Linked DNA regions of Gasterosteus aculeatus: region 1 is linked to region 2. Evidence: chromatin contacts called from public Hi-C data. All regions are on one chromosome and are shown on one strand. The core of a region is the stretch at or near the end of the contact, and the rest is flanking DNA. Distances in the headings are between cores, read along the strand shown. Region 1 holds the start of dmxl1 (Dmx like 1). Region 2 overlaps sema6a (sema domain, transmembrane domain (TM), and cytoplasmic domain, (semaphorin) 6A).

The links. A called contact is a pair of places that touch in the nucleus more often than the background predicts.
Region 1: a contact with region 2 is called in a Hi-C map of skeletal muscle, with 2.8 times the contacts expected there. The contact joins the promoter of dmxl1 here to the enhancer-like site in region 2. A contact is called at or near these places in 3 of 6 Hi-C or Micro-C datasets (liver, skeletal muscle and tail fin).

The regions. Positions count from the first base shown.
Region 1 is chr13:6,526,870-6,533,622 of fGasAcu3.hap1.1, forward strand. It overlaps dmxl1 (Dmx like 1), which reads left to right and starts at 3,801. Exons shown (of 51, transcript XM_040195678.2): 1 at 3,801-4,189; 2 at 5,704-5,947. The coding sequence starts at 5,861.
Region 2 is chr13:6,434,072-6,440,990 of fGasAcu3.hap1.1, forward strand. All of the region lies in intron 17 of sema6a (sema domain, transmembrane domain (TM), and cytoplasmic domain, (semaphorin) 6A), which reads right to left. Among protein-coding and RNA genes, the nearest start is that of sema6a, 81 kb to the right of the region's middle. Within about 2 kb of position 5,505, at least 4 of the 9 cell types and tissues checked have open chromatin away from gene starts, as enhancers often do.

The DNA.
Region 1 (6,753 bases), core at 2,551-5,050, 91 kb after region 2:
TTCCCCCGAATCTGCAAGAGAACACGGCACAAGGACCTTGACAGTGATGTGGAGTTATCAAAAGAGCAAAACAGAGACAAATAAAAGGACTTTGAAAAGCTTGCCGGGGAACAGATGGAGAGGAAGGAGGGGGAGATGTGAAAATCAGAAAGACAAAGTCAGACAAAAAAGAAAAAGGGGCTGAGCGCAAGCGAGAAGCTAAAGCTGCTTCCAAGAGTAAAGGTTGAGGAGAGAGAGGAGAAAGTTCTGTTGTCAGCACAGAGCGGACGGCAGGTGATGGAAGCATAATGACAGGGGGAGGGGCCTGCTTGACCTCCGCCGACCTCTTGCTGGGAAGAGTCGTGGCAAAGTGGGCGCAGCGGCAGCCTTAATGTGATGGGATATCCTGCCGGCTGCCTGCTAACCCCTCTTCCTCCGCCTGTGAAGCCTGTGAAGCCCGTTTGCGTCGTTTCCCAGTCACCGCCGAGCCTCAGCCAGCGCACTCGCAGACACCCCGCGCAGTGACGCACGCCCGCGCAGATGGACACACACCGCCGATGTACGCAGGGCCTTTCGCGCACGCATTCACACACTCAACTCCAGATGACTCAACAAGATTCACGGCCAAGGATGCCTCCACTCGGGTCACTGCGATGCGCAGCAATGTAGGACAGTGTTGAAACGATGGGGCCGAGGAGGAAGAGCCGGTGGATTGCAAACACGCAAAGTCTGCCGGAGATTGCAATAACAAAAACATTATCATAGCGCTTTGCAGCGCAGCTGGTCGGGTTTATTCGGAGCAAACAAAGCCCATTGTCCCTCTCCGTGCAGTTTTACAGGTACCGAAATGAAAGCTTATCATCGGATAAGTGTGTGTGAAGGATAATTGTAATTATACCGACATGAGAGCATTGATCGTTTACGTGATTACCAAAGCTGATCATTAAATGGTTAGTTGAATTCATTTGCGTTCAAGCATCATCATTGCTGGCTTGCCTGTGTTCCTGTCTGTCTGTCAAAGTTCAGCAACTTGTGGGTATTTTCCCCCCCAATGTGGAAAAAGTCCCCCCTCCCCTGAACCCCCCCAACCCCAGTGGGAAAACATCAAAGCACGACCACACTGAGACTTCAAGCCCATTCTGGCATTGCCTTCGTACCTCCAGATCCAGTAATTACAGCTCATACAAGACATCAACATTATTACTCGTCAAAACCGCGGCATTATAATACCACAAAACACTTCAAAGAGGCCACTCACATTTCAAGGGGAAAATAAAAACTCATGGATTATGCATCAGGAAGGACAGAATCCAGCCTCCGAAGCAGCTGGGGCTCAGTCTGTGTTTTCTGGAGCGAAACCCCAATTCTTCTAGATCAGGATTTGTGTCGGGGTAATTTGAAAATGCCTTTTACATGACTGTTGAAAGTGAGCGGGCCAGTGGTTTGAGGTTCTTCCTGCCAGCCTGTGTTCTGGCTTTGCCATGTGCTCGTTTCACATGCAGAGATGGGAGTGCTCGGCGGCCGAGTGTGCGTTTGGTCATGAGGGTTAAATTGCAGCGACTTCACAGGTAGGACGGCCTCAGCTCCTCAGCACAATTTGTTTGTGTTTCAACACTGCCCTCTTGTGATGTTACGCAATAGTGTCATGCTTGAGAATATCTGTTTTTTGTTGTTTTCATATTATTGTATTCCTATGATGAGATCGTAATATATAAACAAATTGTCCCACAAAAAATCGAGAAACTCATAAACATGGTGGATCGTTTTACCAATTATACCTTTTTAGAAGATATGTGTTGTATATTAGAGACAAAAGACATTGGAGGTGAAGAGGAAGAGGAAGCGCGTCAGCGATCTTGAAACGGTCGATGTAGGTCTTTAGCGATGCTGACACATTCAAATTGCAATATGTTTGGACTGGTTTTAGCGCTCTGCCCTTATGCAACTGTAATAATAGCTATATGCATGTATGTGTATGCTCACTTTAACATAGTGCTCTATAAAACAAAATGGTTTAAGCCTTGAATTGAGTATCAGCATCTGTTCTCTGGCACAGGGAGCTTTAACATTCACTAAACTCCATTATAGTTATTTCCAATTTCAGACGGGAGAGATTTTTTCTTCTTCTTTCTTTTTAGGCATCTTCACTACAAAGAAACTATTGCTGGCAAAGGCGCTCATACACAAACTCAAAAAACTCAATATCACACTGAAGAGCACTATCCTTTATACACCGTGGACGAGAGTTTGTCTGTGGAAGAATTCGTATTTTCGCTGTGGATTTTTTCAAAGACAAACCCATGTGTGTGTGTGTGTGTGTTTGTACATGTGTGCACAAGCATGCATGCGTGCAAGAATATAATGTCATTTTTTTGCACATACATTTAACCTGCACACGTATATGTGTTTATTAAAACTATAAATCACTATTTATCACACTAATAAAGATGCATATTTAATAAGTCAGTGACCTACTTCCTGAATGGGAAGTCAACAGTTTCCTCATCATCACCATCCAACTCCCAGGACGATGAATGTCGCCAACCTTCCTTAATGTCACTGCCACGTCACCCATTTGAATTATTCATAGTGACTGTCGTTCCCACTTATCTCCTAGCGCGTTAATCGAGTAAGAAGCCTTCCACCCTCCCGTCCTCATTAATTTCCCATTCAACAGTGTTTTACCCGTGGAGATTGGGTCGAATGTGCAGAAATATTTACAAGTAGAAATTAAGAAGTTAGCTGGAGGCTAAATGTCATGTAGCCGGGATAATATCTTACGCTGTGTAAAGTCAGCGTTCAGTCATCGTAACGACAGGCCTCCATTGATCTGAATGAGGGAAAGGGGTAAGAAAGATGTACTTAAAAAACAAGAGCAAAAAATAACATCTGATCATAAGACCGGAATATAGTCCAGTTCTACCATAGTGGTCAAAGTAAACTAGAGACCAGAGTATTGAGCAACAGTGACATCCTGTGGTTGCTAATGGGCTCAATGCAAATCTGATTTAGATTGAATTTACATTGGACTACCAAGCATTGTGGAAATATCATTTTACAACACTAGAAAAGTAACAGGTTGAAAATCTCAGCAAATGGCAGATGAGCAGTTGCCCAAAATGTCTTGCCCCTAAATAAGTAAAGAGAGTGTTGCCGATAGATATTACCTGTCTAGGATGACAAACAAACTTGGTTCGACAAGCTTTAGAACACATTTAAACTGTCACACACTGAATTCACACATGAGAGGGTTATTTTTACTTCACAGTGAAATACTAATACAGGGTGTGTTATTTCACCAGGACATTAATGTTAATGGTAAACAAACACACTTCTCCCCGTTCAAAGGGCTTTGACACTACATGTCATTCATACAATGATGGAAGCTAGCTACCATACACAGTGGCACCTGTAACCCATCGGTGACTATCATTCTCACCATTCACACATCATAGTCAAAGCCATGTTGGGGTTAAGTGTAACAGTACACTGTTACAGTACACTGTTACACCAAGTACAACCATTGTTACACCAAGTACAACCATTGCCTATATAGCAGCATCCCGACCGATCTGCGTTTACATAGTTATCATGTGCTGCTTACTCATCTCGATGCTGCATGGGTTAAATGGTGGTTGCAAATCCATTCAAGTTAGTAAAAGCTACTTTAACCCCTTTAGGGGCACTGTTAAATAGGAAAATATGACTTATATTTCACCATATGATCACATTGCAGTTATGTAATACTCGTCTACAGAAAACAACTGTAAAAAACAAACAAACAGCCACACGTGAGGTGTCCGCTGCGAGCCTGCAGGCCCTGCGCTGATGTCACAGGGCAACTACAAGGACCACAATGCACTGCAGCGAACGGTCATAATCATGACACATCTTCAACATGGGAAAAAGCTTCCCTCTTGGAAGCGTTTTACTTGCTAACCTCGGGCAGACGCTGCCCCCTTCCCGCGGTCAGCGCTCGCAGAAGTATTCATAAAGCCGCTGGTCTCAGCCAGCACAGATTGTCAGGCGTGCACACGTGACCGAATGTTTAGCTAGCTGTCTCGCTCCGCAGCTCGATAGAAGACAGCCTCGCATGCTAGCGCGCGCTAACGCCAGCTAGCCGAGGGGACGTGACGTTTAACGGCGGAGAGGTAACCTACGTGCATCGAAGACACGGGCTTTGAGGGACATTATCAAGTAGATACGCGGGGTAAGTAGCGCGCCACCGCGTTTAACGTCAGGTTGTGTCGCGGTGTTTGTGTTACTGGTGAAGCTGCAGTTTGACGTTAGCCAAACTTGACAGCCAAGTTAGCCACAGCATTCGACGACTTGAACACAGGTAGTTGGCCGCTGGCTAACGTGTCAGGTGTTTGCTTGAAGTCATCGGGACACTCGACCACCTGTGTGTCTCATCCGTACCGGGCCCACGGTGTGACCCAGACGCGGTCTCAGTTGGGCTGTTTGGTGGGGAAACGTTTATCACGTGAGTCGCCACCGCACGGACGACATGACGCGCGTCGCCTCCAAACCACTGAACCGTGTGTTTGTGCACGAAAACATTTTGACACCCGTCGTCCGCTTAAAAGACATTACACGGCGATTTGACGGTTGCAATAATAATAATTATTATATTATTAAGTCATGTGCCTTTCCCCGGAACAGAAATATGTAACGTTCGCTAACGTTAACCGAGTCAGCAATATGGCTTTAGGAGACGTAATGTGTTTGTTTTTTTATTTTATATATGTTTCCTAATACCAGACGTCCCATTGTCACGATACAGCTACTTAAGTCGGGATGTTGACCTATAACCATCAGTATTGAGAAATCCTTTGCATTGCACGAGCATTGTAAAACAAGTGGTAAAGCAAAGGTGAGCTGAAGTGGAATAAAGGTGTAAGTGAGACTGCTGCTTGGCGCTGAATCACTTCTGGCACCTGCTCTGCACTCTTTTTTTATAAAGGCCTTTTAGTGTCTATTGGACAGATGGGGGTCTGTCAAAAGGCCAATCAAAACCTCTCATTGTAATCTAATTTAGCTATGGCAGTCATACGATTGCTTCTCTCATATACACATGACACAATTTTCTACGTGGGCAGTGAACAGAAGCTGCTAGACATTCTTGCCTTTTCAAGGATTATACAACACTGGACGTGTGCTGTCATCAGACTAATCAAGCTTGCTGATTTTTTTTATTATTTTTTTACGCTTCCTGAAAGGCCTCCCTGCTATTTATCTGGCTGTATTCAACCTGGTGGTCACTCCAATTCCTAATAGATACTAATTAGTTTGACAATCAAGAAACTCACTACATTAGAGCGGCAGTGAAAGATGATCAGCTCACACAAGTAGTACGAGTTTTAGGGTAATTCAGTCTTTAACCTTGATCAAGTGACCCATGACGCCAATTTCCACTGTCTGTGTGCCGAATAGGTTTGATGCTTATTTGCAGCTAGTTGGTTTCCCATACTGCCAGCATGTTTTCATACAATGGTCCCATTGTGAGACCCATTTCATGCTGTTTTTGACCGGTGCAGAAAAACTCTTGATGCTCTGTATGAAAACTATAATTCAATGAAAACAATTTGCAGACCATTTATTTCCTTCTCCCACATGCTGAGTGTTGAATCAATATCCATGTTAGTAATATGCTCTAGGCTTGATGTGTACTGAAACAATATATTCTCTGTTTTATGTCTTCCGTCTCGTTGTTTCTCTCTTCAGTACAGCAAGCCTGCAAAGACACTGAAGTGAGTTCCCAGGATAAGGACAAAGATGAACACGTCCTTCCCATGGTTTCCCATGAATCTCACCTGGAGTGGAAGGGTGTTTTGAGAAGGGCGACCGCAGAAGGAACACAAGGAGACCGGAAATAAGAGCCATGAATCTCCATCAGGTCCTCACAGGAGCCGTCAACCCTGGAGACAATTGTTTTTCTGTGGGGAGCGTCAACAATGTGCCATTCACGGTAAGATGTATCAGGCTTTCTGTTAGCAAGGGGACTTATTTCCTAATTCACAATGAGACTAAATAGATTAACATTGTTTTATTTTTTATAGTCAATAATTTGTCATGCAATAGGTGTTTTTTTGTTGTTCTTTGTTAAAAGCAGCATTACAGATGAGTGATCAAATTAACAATTGGCTCATTTGAAAAGATTTTTCTGGATGGAAATGTCAATTCCCCATCCTGCCTGGTGATCATACAAACAATACAATTTTTCTAAGAAGTAGACAACATTTACAGTAGCCACTCCTAGTAAACTTTGTGAAATACAAGTTCTACTCTTTTTTTTTTTTTTTTTTTTTTCCCAGGTGAGGTAGCACACGTCCATTGTAAAGCCCTGCCGGAGGGAAACGTGTAATTAGTTTTGTCAACATCTCCCAGTTCGAAGTATTAACACAAAGGAGGGAAGGTACTAAACCGACCAGGGCTGCAGGCTGGTGGCCTCATTTTTAAGTGTTGCACAGTCTAAACCCTCTTCCCACGCAAAAGTTTGGAGCCATTAAAAAAAAAGCGGCACACTTGTACGGAAACTCTGGTCCGTACGTACGCACACTATGAGACGGAAATTTGACAACACAAATTCGATGCCAGTTTTTGAAGAATGAAATACAGACCCATTATTGTTTGTAGAAATCCAAGATAACAGATAACCTGCCGTCAGGGGGGTTGTAGGGACGAATTAGGAAACCGTTAGATGCCAAATCATTTTTTAAGATCACGCTCAAAAGTGCAAAAGCATTGCCCTCTACTGCAGGACGTCCTGAAGGT
Region 2 (6,919 bases), core at 4,255-6,754:
ATCATGTGTGTCTCCCCTACCCTCATTTCCCGTGTCCCTTCCCCTGTTGTCTCTGGCCATCCCTCTTCTCTTTCACCTCTACCCTTTTCCTTCTTCCCTGCATTGCTGCTGTAATGAACCCATAAATTGGAGAAACACAGCGGTGGCTACAGGTCGGGTTGGGGGGGGGAGTTAAAGGGATGGGGGAGTTGATCCTGAGAGAGAGAGAGAGAGAGAGGTAGAACGAAGGGGGGGGGGGGGGGGGGGGGGTTGAGGAAGCAGAGCTAGGATTCATTCCTGCAGACAGGGGAAGATATATGACTCCAGTTGGAGAAGAGACAGACTACAAGGGGAGAGACGTAGTAGGAGGTGCAAAGATGGAGGAGGAGGAGGGAGACAGAGAGAGGAAGGGGGAAAGGGGGAGAGGCGATGGGGGAGGCTCCATGAATTGGTCTCAGGAATCAATCTGCACTAGGTAAGGTGTAGCCTTGGAACATGCCATCCCAGTCCAATGAGAGGTCCTGTGGAGGGGAGACTGATCACAATGGCGGCAGATGGTGGTAAAGTGGCAGTTCTGGGCGATGGTAGGAAAGGGGAGAGGTGTATGGTCGGGTGACACGGGTGGAGGGAAATATAACAGAGACAGATGAGGCCCAGACAGACAAACACCAAGCTCAAATGTACTGTGAAACACAAGCGGCCACCTGGCAACCACGATGGTCCCACTGAAATGTCAGATAATGATGCTGTCGGGTGCTAAATATCCTCCGCGTGTGAAGACTCATCACTTTGCAGCATTTCTAATTACTAGGGTGGTGTCGGGCTAATACATATTGGCAGCACTGTAATATTCATTAGCAGATAAGATTCCACAATGTCTCAACTGCAAATGAAAACATTTGGGGAGTCATTTTAGTTTCTTTTTTAAATCGTAAACTTGTTTGTAAATGACTGTGGATATGAGCTAATACGTTTTCACTCAAGCATACAGTTTTTTAAACTTAATTTGAAAGATTGATGGCATGGTTAAAAATGTATTCTTCTTTGCTCCTATAAAATGTGTTGCATGGATTTATCTCCATGATATTAAAATTAAGGATAAAAAACATAGCTTCTGACCCTATTATCATTTCTCATATATTGATTCCTTTTCCACTTTCACGCACGCACTTTGCTAAGTTTTCACAGTACAGTTGACACCTGAAGCCATAGAAACGGAGGCCGACAGGAAGGAAGAGGAGGCAGGATGGGTGGAGCGGGAAATGAACACTGTTCACTGTGGTGCTCGATTTGCCATGCGGAAAAGTATTAAGCTGCAGGGAGGCAAAACGGTGCTTAATACCATCAAAGCAATCAGAGGGGAGGAAAAAGGCAAATATATAAATAGCAACAAAAAAAAAGACCTCAGACCAAGCCATGCAAAATATCAAGAAACCAACACAAGAAAGAAAGGAAATCAGACAAATGTCATCACAGCTGACTTATATAATAAAGAAAGAAAAGACAGTTAAGCTGGAATTGAAATATAACTGATAAATAATAAAACAAGCTGCAAAGGTGTCGTAAAAATCATAATAATAAGCAGGAAGCATTGTTTTGAAATGTGAAGCCCTGTTGCAGTTACCTGAGCGTCCCCTGCCCCCCCCCCCCCCCCCAAAAAGAAATAAATGTAAAACCATACTGGCGTTAAATGTGAAGCTTGAGTAGTATTACACCTGCTCAGGTAAAGGCAACAAGGGCAGCGGCAGCATGTTGTGATGCTGGCTGCAGGCATGCTGTCTCTCTGCCACCATTGTGCTTTTCGTTCTTTTAGTTCTACCCAGCGGTGCCCTTCTGCTTCCAGCTCACTGACAAAAAATGGGGAAATGTTTTTGACGTTGTGCAAAGCAGTCGGCAGAATGAATGTCTGCGTGATTTAAAAGTAACGACGTAGCGCGCCCGGGCAACGTAGCAACGAGTGCACTTTATTAATTCACACTACGCCTCAAGTGTCCCCTTTGTTTGCCTGTATTCTGCCACATAACCAGTGTTGGGAGTAACGCTTTACTGTAATTAGAGTAACGCATTACTGTAATTCCACTACTTTTAGCGGTAACGAGCATGTAACAAAGTATTTTTAAAAATAAAATAACGCAGTTACAATTACTGAAATTGAAATGAGTTCGTTACTCGCGTTACTCAGAATAGTCGCCGTACGCGCACGGAAACAGCATCGCGTCGCTCATGACGAAAGAGCGCAGCCCCGCGGATGCTGCAGGCGCCGCTCCACGCAAACAACCACGGCTCCACTTTACACGGACCGCAGTGCAGCCGATAAACCGGGCAGAGCTGAGTAGATTGATTGCTCGCTATGTTGAAGATGAGATGCATCCTGTCAACTGTCGAGTCAGTTGCCTTCAGGCAAATGCCTGAAACAGTTATTTTGTATTAAGTTAAGTATTAAAAAGCACTTTTGTACTATTGCTTGATTTGAAGGGCTGTTGCCCTGTTGATTACCATTTATAGGTCTAAAAAATATGTTTATTGTGTTTGACAGTGTCAGTACTATTTATATTCATTACATTTAAAAAGCTTTCCAGAGTAACTAATTACTTTTTGATACACAGTAACTGGTAAGTAATTCAATTACCTTTAAAAGAAGTAACTAAATACTCATTTTCAGTAACTTGCCCAACACTGCACACAACCCTCTGTAACGGTCGCTTGATACACTACGTCTCTGCGTCACATGACCTGACCGATTGCTAAAACGAACCCTTGCAACAGCATCCGTGCGTCGCACAAGTGTGTGAATTCTATGTAATGTTAATAAAGGCAGAGAACGCGCAGACGGAGGCTAGTTTTGACCATGAAAAGACACATTTTACGGACATCTCTGCTCTGGTTTTTCTTTCAATGTCTTTCTTTATAGACGGTCAATAGAAAGCCGCGACTGTGAACAAATGACAATTAATAACAATTAAGAAATATCTCCTCAAGGCAACGCTGGAGCTGCCTCTAATAACGGGTTTTGTGTCTTGTGGCAGGGACGTTCTATTAAGGGACGAAACATGCTACAGTGACCTTTTTATTCCTTTTTCTCCTCCGCCCTTCAACATGTGTCGTCTCCTTGCTTCCTCTCCTTTTCCCTCTGTCTCATTTATCCCGGCGAGCCGTCCTTGCGGCGGTGCGGCACCGGGCAGGTTGTTAACGGAGGAGGAAAAGGGCGTTCAATGTCATGTCATTGTGTCGCGGAGCATGACAGAGCCGGCGGCCGGGCCGTCTTCTCGGGGAAATGAATACATCTCTGTTTTTGTCCTATTGAGAGCGTAATGGTGTGGATATTACGTCTCCTGTGGGGCATTACGGCGCCTTGATAATAAATCCATCCTGCTGAGTGCGCCTGTTTGTCCGCGTGCATGTGTCGTAATGGGTGCATATTATGTATGCGTCTGAATGGGCCACGTAGGTGGGTTTGCATACGTTTCTTTCGGGGGGGGGGCTTACGTGCACAGTGAGGCAATTTGTACCCTGGGGAGAACGCGATCCACCATTTCTAAACCTTGTCAGCTGGAAGCAGCCAGGCAGCCGTATATCTCAATTACGCAACCCCCCCACCCCTCCCCTCTCCCCACCAACCCCCCCCTTCCTTGCCACAGGTGACAATGGACCAGATTGACTGCTCGCTGTTGTGTTCCAAGGCTTACCATTGGCTTCGGGCTGGGTCTGAGAGGGCACGGCTACGTAGGGGTCCTCCCCTTTGTCTGAGCTCATTGGGGGGTCCTTCCGCTCCACCATGCGGCCCCGCCCCAGGGGGCCCTCGGCCGCCTCGGGCAGGGCCGAGGTGGGGAGGGAGAGGGTGCGGTGATGGTGGCGGTGATGGTGGCCTGCCGGACACAACACAGGTTATCCGGCGCTCGAGGCAGGCCTCAGTGCATGTGAGCACCGGCCAGCTGGGGTGCCGACACGCACTCACACACACGCAGGCGTTTCTTCCTCCTTCTAAGCGCACACACACACACACATACACAGGCGCACGCAACATCTGCTCGACTGTGCGATGCAACAAAGTGTTTCATCCCGGTGACCTCGGGGAAACTCATTAGCAAATGTGTGTGTGTGTGTGTTTCTCAGCAGAGACGTTCTTTCCCTTTCTCCTGTCACTCTCTGCCCTTCTCGCTCTCTTCCCTCCTGTTCTGACTGACGCGTCGGAGCGGCTTTGGGCCTGTCAGAGCAGAGCGGAGAGTACAATCGCGTTGCTCCACAATCACCATAGGGGGCCAATCTTTGATATGAAGGACGAGAGACAAAGTTTCTTTCCATCGCTCCTGTTGAGAAGTCTGCCTTTAACTTTTTCTTCAGCTGCGGAGCGCTTGCTCCTCCTCTTGTTAAGCGTTGCATCCTAATTATTTCAAACTTATTTAATCTAGCATGACGTCTGTTACAATTGGTTACTCTCTGATCTGAGATCTGCCGCTCCACCTCTTCTCATGTGGCAACTAAATACCATTTTGTTTTGGACTACAACCTTGCACTCTTAATAATAAGTGCCAATGAACTAAATCATTAATTGAAAAAATAATTGGCAGATTTATCTGCATCAAGAATAAATTGTAAAATGTCTCTCTCGTTCCTCCTTTTATTATGTCCTAGTTTTCCTCGTCTGTATTCTCCCCACGCTTCCCCACTTACACCCAATTTTCTTTCTATTTAAACCAAATATCCGCCCAAAAGTTTTGCATCTGCACGCCTGGTAATCTGTATTTAGCGCGGCCTTTCTGCACCAAGTCTAGATCAATCACGGGAGAAATGAGTTGTTTACAGTTAGTGAATTTCCTCTGATTGGGATCCTCCCAGTAACTACATTCCTTAGTGACTGAACCCACTGCTGGCCAACAGCGGAAGAGGGAATCACAACGCAGCCAGATAATGAGACTGTAACGAGAACATCACGCATGCAGGACGTTTCTCGACGTGCTCTAACCTCTGAGGGTGACAATTGCTCTTTTATCTGTGGGTGACGGATCATACCTTCCTCCTCCTCCTCCTCTACCTCACAATGTGTGCTTTCCTGCCTCCACCCGTCCTCCACGCTTTGTCTGACTGATTATTTCTGAACCATGCTAATCACGTTACCCTCCCACATGCTAATGCCACCCTACACAGGTTTGCACAAGCTACATATTGTATTAAACATAAGGTAAAAGAAAGCATCCCACCCTAGATGAAGACTGACAACACTTTTATCAGCAGCCTCTGTGGAGCTCTCCCTATGGAGGAGGTGACAGCAACGCGTGTGTGTGCAGATGTGCGAGCGCCTTTTCAATATGTGTTTATGCTCTTTGAAGAGGGTGGGGAGCATTTCATGGGGGCTAACGTCGGTAATGCTGCTGGTAGACTACGCACAACACCACCCGGAGCCTCTTCCTCCGTGTGCCACGGCAATCATTAAAATGATTTATTTAACTATTGGCCCAAGGCTGAGAGATTAGTGTGACAGGCCTATTTTATAATTCATTCCCCCACCGCCAGGGGAAGTGCTATTCAGGCAGATGACACACATAGAGTGAGAGCTCGGAGCCTTAAAGCTCCTCCGCGTATCAGGGAGGGTAAAAAAATAAAAGAATCCTGCCGACGGATGCACATCCTTCTCTTTCTGCAGATTAAAAGAGCGGCGAGGGCGTCTAGTCGGGGAGTGGAGGAGAAGAGGATGGAGAGGGGGCATGTATTTATCTTGAAATCCATATCAACCTCCAACAGATAGACGGAGGGGCTCGGGTAATGGCAAAGACTTTGTTTGGGGGGTTGTAAACTGCTTGGTGTGTGTGTGTGTGTGTGTGTGTGTGTGTGTGTGTGTGAGAGAGATTGCCTGGAAACACACACACACAGCCAAGCCTATGGGAGCGTGTTCAGCACTGTAGGGGTGCAGACCAACACAGAGGCCTGTTTTTTAACATGGGTTTCCAAAAGGAAGGAGGTGCACAGTGGGGGGTACAGAGAGAGAGAGAGCGAGAGATGGTCTGGGCTATGGAACGACTTTAAAATATCTATTCTTGTCCTTCTGTATGGATCTGACTGTTTGAACTGACAGCTGCAAGGGTTTGTGTGTGTGTGTGTGTGAGAGAGAGAGAGAGATTTACTGAAAACCATAAAGTAAGGTGGATGTGTGGCTCCTCCGGATAAGACCGACCTTTTCCGCTGCAGGCTAATCACGTCTGTTTATTATTCTTCAAATCGACTCGAGCTATAAGCGTCATCGCTCTGATTGTGATATTGCTGTGTGCGATTATGAGAGCAATTTGCGGGAGCAGAAAAATGGGTCTCTGCTCATTTTTGCATTAGCCTTTTTTTTCTTCTTTTTTTTTTTTAAAGCATAGAGTGGATGCCAACTACACATGCACGGTGGCAGTTGGCAGAAACGCATCAAATCTCGCCCGACTCTAAACAGGCCAGTCTAATCTACCTCTCCCTCTGTTCACACATGTCCTGCTTAATGTGCACACTGAGGCATTTGTGCACCATCAAAGCCTTAAAGCACCAACAACCAGATCCATCCAATTAGAAGCAAAGGTCAGAGCTAATCGATGATGTTGCACAGGGGGGTAAAGAGTAGTTGGAACAATTAAGGAGGGAGACGAGGTGCACTAGAATCACAATGTGAATAGAAAGGATTCTTGGATTTCTAATTCTACGTCCTTTATTCTAAACTACAAAAGGGGAATGGCGGAGGGGGGGGGGGGGCACCACGAGAAGTAAATTGCACAGACCGTGCATCGTTTCATTACCTTCGTCACCGGAAGGAACCTCTATGAAAAAGAAGGAACGAAATGAATTCCGTTAAAAGCATGAGTCATTAATAACCTGCCTTTAGGTGTGTGGGAGGAGTTTTCATTTCGTTGAGAGGGGATGATTGATTGATTAGATGAAGGGGTGTGGCCAGAGCTAAAGAGTCAGGGGACAT